Linked DNA regions of Triticum aestivum: region 1 is linked to region 2. Evidence: chromatin contacts called from public Hi-C data. All regions are on one chromosome and are shown on one strand. The core of a region is the stretch at or near the end of the contact, and the rest is flanking DNA. Distances in the headings are between cores, read along the strand shown.

Region 1 (4,430 bases), core at 1,229-3,728, 96 kb before region 2:
TAGTAATTATTTTTCACTCATAAAAAGAGAAGTGCCACATTCAAATTTCATTTCCACTTGATCATACGGAAAAAGAGAAGGGCCACATTCGAATTTAATTTCCAGCGAGAGCTCTCCAGGCTCGTGGAGCCAATAGTTGCATATATGAGACATCTGGAATATACTTCTAGGGTTGTTTGGAACTTTGGATGGAGACGGATTTGGTTGGGCAGAGGTCCTCAAGAACCATGCTCACATCCAACAGCTTGCCCGTTGCTCATGCCCGTAACAGACTAGATATCCATGGATATTCATAGAGCAAATACAAACAGTATTTGCAATAATTATTTATACAATTGCAACAACAAAAATAAATCCCTAAATAAAATATAATACATAATATTTATTTAGTCTTGCATTGCACACAAAGTAGTGTTTAATTTTCAAAGGGTTTAGGATCACTTACATGTGGATCCCACATTTTAGCCCGGTACTTATGGAGCAAAATCCATGCCCATTGCCGAGTATCATGGGAAGGTTACTCGGCAAATGTCGGGACACGTGGCAGCATTCAGGGAGCATTGTTTGCCGAGTCATAATAGTTGGCAAAGTCCTATGTCGAGAACCAGGGACACTATACTAGGCATATACTTATACCACATGGCGACTCGTCGTGCCGGCCCGTGTTTGCAAAGCACTGGAGGTAGACACTCGGCAAACCAAGGTGCCATGTGGCATCGCCGTTTCCATCGGTTGGCCGTCTGACCTTTATATTCCCGAGCACCCTCGTATGACACTCGGCAAAAGCTTTGCCGAGTACCTTGACAATCGACGCTCAGCATACTCCGTGTTGCCGACATGGTATAAGCCGAACAGTCTTTGCTGAGTGTGACACTCGCCAAAGCTGTTACCGAGTCTTTTTTGGCCATCGCCGAGTATTTCTGGTACTCGACCAACAAGGCTTTCCCTGCAGTGTGCTCAACACATGCGTTTGCTGGTGCCTGCCCACGAAAATACATGGACCAAAAATACCCTCGATACCCCTCTAGTGGTCACGGTATACCCTATAGATAAAATTGATAGCTTTAATGTGCATGGAATCACAAGCTTTTTGTTCACTTTTGATTTATGCAGATAATTCTTCCTTGTTACAGTACAATAGAGGAAAAAAAATCCCTCCCCAAATCGTGCTTGTATTGTTCATCGCACACGTTCCTATTTAGAAATAGCCAATTCACATTTACATTTAAAAAAGTTTACTATTCTTTTCAATTAGTAATTTGACTGAAATACTCCCTTTATATACATTATAATAAAAGAAATAGTTGATTCTCAGCTGACTGATAATTAGCGAAATCGTATACTTAGGACATGTACAATGGTTGATAAATTTGTCTTATCTTATGTCCGCCATGTAATCTAGATAAGGCAATAACAAATAATGTGCAATGGATCATTCTTAGTCTTGTCTCCAATAACTAGATATTCCTAAATATGTGGTGACAATTGTTCCTAAGAGATGATCTCTTAATTAAGAGAATGCAAACCTTTTTTTTTATGGTTTCTCTTTGTTTCACCTCGTCCATTATTCTATGTGGCACTTCTAAGATAGCATCATTGTACATGTCCTTAATCCTATTTCATCGAGACAACGGCCCCTCCTGATCAAACGATTCCCAGGAAAGTTCTAGCTGAATTCTGCAAATGCGGGCGAAACCACAAACGGAAAGAAAATTAACACGTGCCCGGCGACTGACATGCATGGAAGCGGTAGTATTCTCACCGAGAAGACTCTTTTGACTACCGTCCGAAAAAATCTGTCACAGCACTTGAGTATTATGTAGTTAATACTCACTGTCATGGGGGTTTCAGGCTTTCAGCTTGCAGTTATTGATGCAGCGACTTTATATGCACAGCACAGTGCACAGGTTATCTTTTAAGATCACTTAATTACCTTTGCAGGTTATGTCTCAGAAGGTAGCTAGATTTAAAGGCAGATGCTTTTCTCTGAGACAAGAGGGTACTAGTACAGTCAATTGACCAAGCTAATGCACCTACTTAAACAAATTAAAATAGTACTCCCTGTATAAAGACATATAAGAGCGTTTAAATCAAAATCTAAAATGTGTAGTATGTGGCCAAAGTAGGAAAAATGTGTTGTGTGCTTCCACACTCAGCTTGGGAGACAGAAAAGAGAAAGGGGCTCCAACCTATCAGATTAAAACACCCCAGCCCCTCCCCCATCCCACAAAAATTTCCTATCAATCAACTAAAATCATATATGATGGGCATCTCCTCCATTATTAATTTCCATCCTACAACAAGAGACATGGGGGCCCTTTCTCAACACTGCCCACACTGCCATCTTCCCCATTAATAGAGATGCAGTGATGATTTGGTCTTATCATGCATCTCTCTCCCACTTCCTCTCTCTCTCTCTCTCTCTTTCTCTCTCTCTCTCTCTACCATTATACCCCTCCCCAACTTTTATATAAACCGGCAGGAGGGACATCAAGGAGCCAAAAACTTGCTGTTGGCTCTTCTCTGAACCCCTCCTCCTTGCCAAGAAAACCTCATCTCCAACACAAGGGTAGCTAGCTAGCTTGTGGCTGTTGGGCAATGGCAGGATTCTCACACCTCCCGCAGCAGATGGAGTATGGCCTCACCAATGCCGGCAGCTTCTTGCTCTGCCATGGCAACCCTGAGGACGCTCCAGCAGCAGCAGCAGCCTCACGGGAGGGCTCATCTGTGGTTCTTGACACCCCTCTTGTGGCCACTGCTTCTGTGGAGAAGAAGAGGAAGCCCAAGGAGGACACTACCAGCCTCAACTCTGCCCACTCCAAGGTACCATATGTATAGCAGATTTATTGAACCTTCTATGTTTGTTCTGAAACACATTCATTTAGCAGTACACATGTTGCTTATGGATAGTATTGTTTGTGACTGAAAAATAATTTAGGAAACCAAGGAGAGTACTAGGAAGAGGGGAGGCAAAAAGCAGGGCAAGGAGATGGATGATGATGAGGAGGAACCAAAGGGGTACATCCATGTGAGGGCAAGGAGAGGGCAGGCAACAGATAGCCACAGCCTTTCAGAGAGGGTACTACTGGTGTTCTTCACTATATTTTCTCTTGTGTGGTTGTAGCTATCTTAGCTTGGTTTTTGGGGCCTATTTTTGTTACTCATATGCTGTGGCATTTTGTTTTCTTGCTTCAGGTGAGGAGGGAGAGGATCAGTGAGAGGATGAGGATGCTGCAGTCCCTGGTCCCTGGCTGTGACAAGGTTGTAAGTTAGTTGACCACTCCTAATTAGAATCACCACTGCACTTGAAATAACTTGTTGTGCGTGGGGTACTAACTTTAGAAGGAAAAATGTGCACTGCTTTGTGTATAGGTCACTGGTAAGGCTCTCATTTTGGATGAGATCATCAACTATGTGCAGTCACTGCAAAACCAAGTTGAGGTACTGAAGTTAGAAAAAAACTATCAATATTTATATAGGGAAAGCACTTAAGCCTTGGAGATGTCTTTAGTTAATTAACAAGTTCTCATTTGCCATTCAGTTCCTGTCCATGAGGATTGCTTCCCTGAGCCCTGTGGTGTATGGTTTTGGCATGGAGAGTGAGGCTGCCTTCAGTGACCAATCACAAGTATGAGTTAATCAATATGCAAGCTCAAATATATATATGATCATTGTGATAGACCATATATTTTTCTCAACCTTTCTTATTAAAAAACTTGCACATTTTGGAAATAAATTTGTTGTTTCAGAAGATTGAAGGCATGTTCCATGACGCAGCTGCATTACCTACTGGTCCTCCCATGAACAGATCATCTAGCCCAGCTCCATATCAGGCCATGATGGACACCGGCACCTCCTCCTCCTCCCCAACCTACTCACTTCAAGGCACCCAGGTTTGGCCACTTTCTCTCTCTAGAGATCTACATGATCGATCATTCAGGACCCAATTCCAAAGCACTGTTCAATGTACATGCCTGCCGTGCTGAATGAGGCTGCCCATGTGTGCATGATTTTCCAGGACAACGGCAGCAGCAGCAGCAGCTACATGATGCAAACAGTAGGTGAGCCGAGGCACGAACTGTTCAATCAAGTGGTGTTCAGTAACTACATGTGCTCCTTCCAGCAGTGAAAGGAAGGACCCTACATTTGACAACGTCTAGGTAAAGTGACATGATTATGCACTTAAGTTTCAGTAAAAGTAGGCATCATACCACTGTGAAATCAAAATTAACCACTAGCACCATGTGGAATGCATACAATAAAAAAAATTACAGTAATTTTTAGTACAGTACTTGATGCTCTCTCTTTTTTGGATTTGTGATTAGCAGGGGAGGAAATAATGCTGGCCAGAGTGGTGACTGAACTGAAGCACCAGATGAGTTTGAGATGTTGGATGATCTAGTGATCCATCCCCTTATCTGGTGGCATGC
Region 2 (4,601 bases), core at 1,047-3,546:
GTACTCCCTCCGTGTGGATACATACCGTGCATTTTCACTGGTTGTTAAGACATGTCTTTGACTAACAAGTACTTCATTAAAATATATTTTATGTAGTATAAACGATAGTTATAGTTACTATTGATTATAAACCTTTTGAGATTATGTTAATTAATCTACATAGTTAAAGTGTTATTGCAAAATAAACTCATGTCTTAGGAAATCAAAATACGGTATGTGTATGTGGATAGCAGCATGTGATGCCATGTCATTTAATTAAGGTTGTGCTAGGCATGAGCCGACTATAATTGGGTGAAAACCAACTGCGTACCCGGCCATCGGATTTGATTTTAAGTCAGGATCCAGAGCAATCTGGTCTATGCAATAGTAAAGAATTCCCCCATCCAACATGTGTGTCGTGTGTTGCGACATTTCCTGAAGAAAAGTATGAGAAAATGATGCAACATTTCAACACATACATGCAACAAGAAAAATCTTGGCACACAATGAATCCCCAACGATTTGTAGAGTTAGGTTTGGAAATGGATCGCAACACTCGCATCATGCAAGACAAACACATGCATCACACATACAACAATGTGAAAACACATTCGCAATATAAAGTTGAATCCTTCCCAACAGGCATAAGGAACCATTGCAACATAGTGAACCTGAGTAGACAACAAACATCATAGAATTTGGCAAATGTCAAAACACCACGCCTCACAGGCTGACATCAGAAGAACTTGAGAGTGACCTTACATGTGGTTTTACAGAGAGAAAGAGAGACAACGGGGGAAGAAGAGGGGTAGTTTGTTCTTAGGTGAGAGCAACCGATTTTTCTTCGAGATCTGTCCATTGGATTGGATCCTTTTCCTTTTAATTGTCCATTTTTAGGAATTTCAGTAGCACTTTTGAACTATGTTCGTACTCCAGGTTTCCCAGGTACACTAGTCCACTTCAGTCAGCTGCTTGCTGCAAGATTTGTGCACTTTGGCTAGACAGCACGATCTATCGCCATTTCACATGACATAAGTTTCTCGTCGGGTGCGAATATGTGGTTAGGTTTTTTGCCTCCCTTCGGCGCCGATGTCGATCTACTTCATAACCAGTGGAGCTAGGGCCATATGGGGGCATGGTGGATCCCGACCCTTACTGACAGGAGCACTCTATTTTTAGATATGTTTTTAGTTTGGTTAGATTTTCTGTCCTGCTCAGGAAAACGAGACAATTGTGGCTTCCTGAAGATGGAATAAGTTTCTCCTTACCTAGCCTCCATTCCAACGGTGCGTCTAGCGTCATCGGAGGGCATGTGGAGGTGTGTCTGCGGCAGATATTGCGGGATTCGATCAATGCTTGTCTTCAGTGGATCTGATTGGATCCGACCTCTGTTCGTCTGCGTTCATGTCTACAGGTTGAATCCTTTTGATCTATGCGTCTCTTCATCTACGACGGTTGCCGTTCTGGTGCGCTGGTCTTATGGGGACTTAGTACGACTACTTCCCGGCTGTTTACTAGAACAAAGTTTGCCCAGCTCCGATGAAGGAGGGGTGATGGCGACGACGCGCCTTTGTCTCGTTTCAGTGCTTATAGTAGTCACTAGATGGTCTACAGATATGGATGTAATCTGTGTTACTTTTGATATTTTTTGTACTGCATTGATAGTTGATGAACAGATTGAATATTTTTCAAAAAAAAAAAATCGCCACTTCACAATCGAACTAGCTAGCGAGGTCGCAGCTGGCCGACCGGTTCTGGTCATCGGGCAACAAACCTGCAGTCACTTCACACAGCAAGGCATCGATGGATGGATGGACCTCGATCGATCGCCCGGGTCTCCGTCCGTCCAATCGAAATGCACATATATAGTCCCCGCGGCATCCGTTATCGATCAACGCACGTACCCGCGCTGGCCGCAGGCAGCTGTATCCATCCGTCCGTCGTCAAAGGATGAAATCACCGTACCATCTGTCCCCCTGGCCCTTCCGCCGGACGACACGGCGAGCTCTGGCCCGCGGCGCCGTGCCGGCCGGCCGGCGAGCCCGCCCGCCCGCCCGTGTGCACACGGACATATATGTCAGCGCGCCCGAAACGCACGCGAATGCATGGCAGGTGGCCGCTGCCCGTTGATCGGATGGCGCGCACACCGGCAGCGCAGCATGGGCGCGTGACGGTGTCGTCCTAGGACTGCAGCGGTCGCCGTCCGCCGGCCGGGTCGACGTCGGCCAGCTGCTTGATTACCATCGATACCGATCGGTTGGCCGGGTGTGGGCGCGGAGGTCTCGCGGGGGAGGAACACGTACGCCCGGACCGCTCGACAAGGACGCTGCCAGCTGATCCACCACCCGTCTCGTCTTTGATGATTGAAGGTCGGTTCGGGTGGATCGTTGACTCATCGGTTGCCGCCTTGGCGGTGAGCGATAATGATTGATCGAGAGAGAGAGAGAGAGACGGTGTACGTGCGTTTGTGTGTCCGTGGACGTGGCATAATTTGTGACGGAGCTACCTAACTAGCTGGAAAACTGTGGTTCCACGGGATCAATGCATGTGCCGACAACAAGATAGTCTGCAGACCAGCTTTCATGTACGATCGTGGTTGAGGCCTTGAGGCTTTTCTTGAGAACATCTTTTTTTTTTTTGAGAGAGAGACAGGACATCTTGAAGGCTAGCTATACCACTGTAACCTACACATGGCATCGAATTGAAGGTGCTCTTAGACTGTTGACCCCGGCCTGGTGGTAGGCTGGACGTAAATACCATCGAACCGGAGATGGTCCTCCAGCGTACATACAGTATATCCGTACGTACGCATGCATGCATGCATATGTGGACCAATTGCAATGGTCGATGTAAAAAAGGCACATGCACGCATATACTCCATAGGTTATGGGCCAACGATGTAGATGGCCGGTACATCACACATATCGGTGACAAAGCTACCACGCATGCAGTGCACGATGAGAATTACCAGGACGCACGTACGTACATGCAGCCTCCATGCCGCGCTGCCTGCTCTCCGTGCCCTTTTGCGCGGAAAACATGCCGTGGTGGTGCGTGCGTGCGTACGTACGTACGTGCGTGCATGCTCAGCTCGAAAGCCGATACCGATCGAAACAGTGGCTGCTCGTACAAATACGACGGCTAAAAGCCACGTAAACTGCGTCGCAGCATGCAAGAGCGGGCTGCGATCGATCGCAGCTAGCACAGTGACCTGATGAGGTCCAGACGCATGCATTTAATTACGCGGAAGCCCACCACCATCAACCGCCTAGCAGCCTGGCCTGGCCCTGCAGCCGCCTGCCGGCCGATCGATCGGTTGCGCTACTTGAATGCACCTACCGTCATGCATGCATGCATGGAATCATCCATCGGTCGACGTGGGTGCGAGAAAGCCTCTACAGAGCCATCCCCAAGTAATTTCGGGATCGCCAGCCCACATTAGCGTGAGTTTTTTCTTTCCTCGCAGAAGATCTATATAGATCTATAATAGTAGATGTTCATCAGAACTACGATGCACCTCAAACGTAATAAAAATTACCACCTCCGTTTCAAAAAATAAATAAAAGTTACCATCGAACGACCACTACCATCATCAGATCACCACTGTTATCGCTCTCCCTATCAAAGCAGGCTTGCCCTTGTCCCCTAGGCACGAGTTAATTGTTTTTTTATAGTCTTAATCAATTTGTTGGATCAATGGATTGAAGTGCAACTATTATGGGTTCACCTTCCTCCTCCCTCCAGCCATGACCCTGTTGCAGGCCGCCCCACCTTGCCAGAGTTACTTTCTCTACGATGCCCTCACCGCACTCTGGAATCCTCTAAACCTTCCCACATCTGATATTTCCCTGACAGCACCACACCCCCACCCAAACCAATGAACCCGTTGCCGCTCCTCCACCAGCAATGCCATGGCCAGCCGCATCGCTCGCCCTGGTTCTGGTGTGGCCCTGGCCATTGAAAACTTATTTCTAATACAAATCCGATACTAATATATTTTCGTCTCATATAACTTAAATTTTAATATTCAAATTTATTTCAAAATATGAAGGCCTAACAAATGCAGATCATAGAACGGAGGGAGTGGGTTAGGCCAACTCCACCGCACGACCCCAAACGAACGTCCGTTTTGCCCGGATTATATCCGTTTGGGTAGGGCAATGGGGTCGTGTCCGGGCCGTTTCTGAGATGCGGTGGTCGTGCGCCCAACGCGCGGACGCATCCCGGCCGCATTCTGTCCGCGTATATTTTTTTTGCAAGCCCTTAACTTTTTTTCATCATTCATTTTTGGTACATGGGGATACATCACCAAATTTTGACTAGAAAAGCAAGACAAACAAAGCAAGAACCACAAGAATACATTTTAGAAGATATCCAACTTCCATAACTGTCCCTGTAAGTTGGATTAGTGCCTTCTCGATGCAGTCATTGTTTAATTTATCTGCGGAGGAGGCTCGATCTTGCGTGCTTCTGTCTTCTTTGAGTCTAAAGAAGCAGAGGTTGCTTCCTCACATCTAGTCTCATGCCTAGCCTCTAATCTAGCAACAAATGCACTAGTCTCATCTCTAGCCTCTATGCTAGCTAAAAGTGCACGAACATCTACTAAATTGCGATCTATCAAT

Evidence for each region. Hi-C and Micro-C count contacts between places; a contact is called where the count stands out from the background.
Region 1: a Hi-C map of leaf shows a contact between it and region 2, with 2.9 times the contacts expected there. The contact joins the promoter of LOC123107385 here to the enhancer-like site in region 2. A contact is called at or near these places in 3 of 5 Hi-C or Micro-C datasets (leaf, root and an unstated tissue).

What each region holds. Positions count from the first base shown.
Region 1 is chr5A:503,387,706-503,392,135 of IWGSC CS RefSeq v2.1, reverse strand. LOC123107385 (transcription factor bHLH137) reads left to right here and starts at 2,478. Exons shown (of 8, transcript XM_044529373.1): 1 at 2,478-2,823; 2 at 2,939-3,079; 3 at 3,196-3,264; 4 at 3,373-3,441; 5 at 3,542-3,628; 6 at 3,753-3,893; 7 at 4,019-4,160; 8 at 4,329-4,430. The coding sequence starts at 2,599. The coding sequence ends at 4,129.
Region 2 is chr5A:503,291,651-503,296,251 of IWGSC CS RefSeq v2.1, reverse strand. No RefSeq gene overlaps it. Among protein-coding and RNA genes, the nearest start is that of LOC123107384, 13 kb to the right of the region's middle. Within about 2 kb of position 2,296, at least 2 of the 8 cell types and tissues checked have an H3K27ac peak or open chromatin away from gene starts, as enhancers often do. A contact at or near this core is called in leaf, where this site is marked.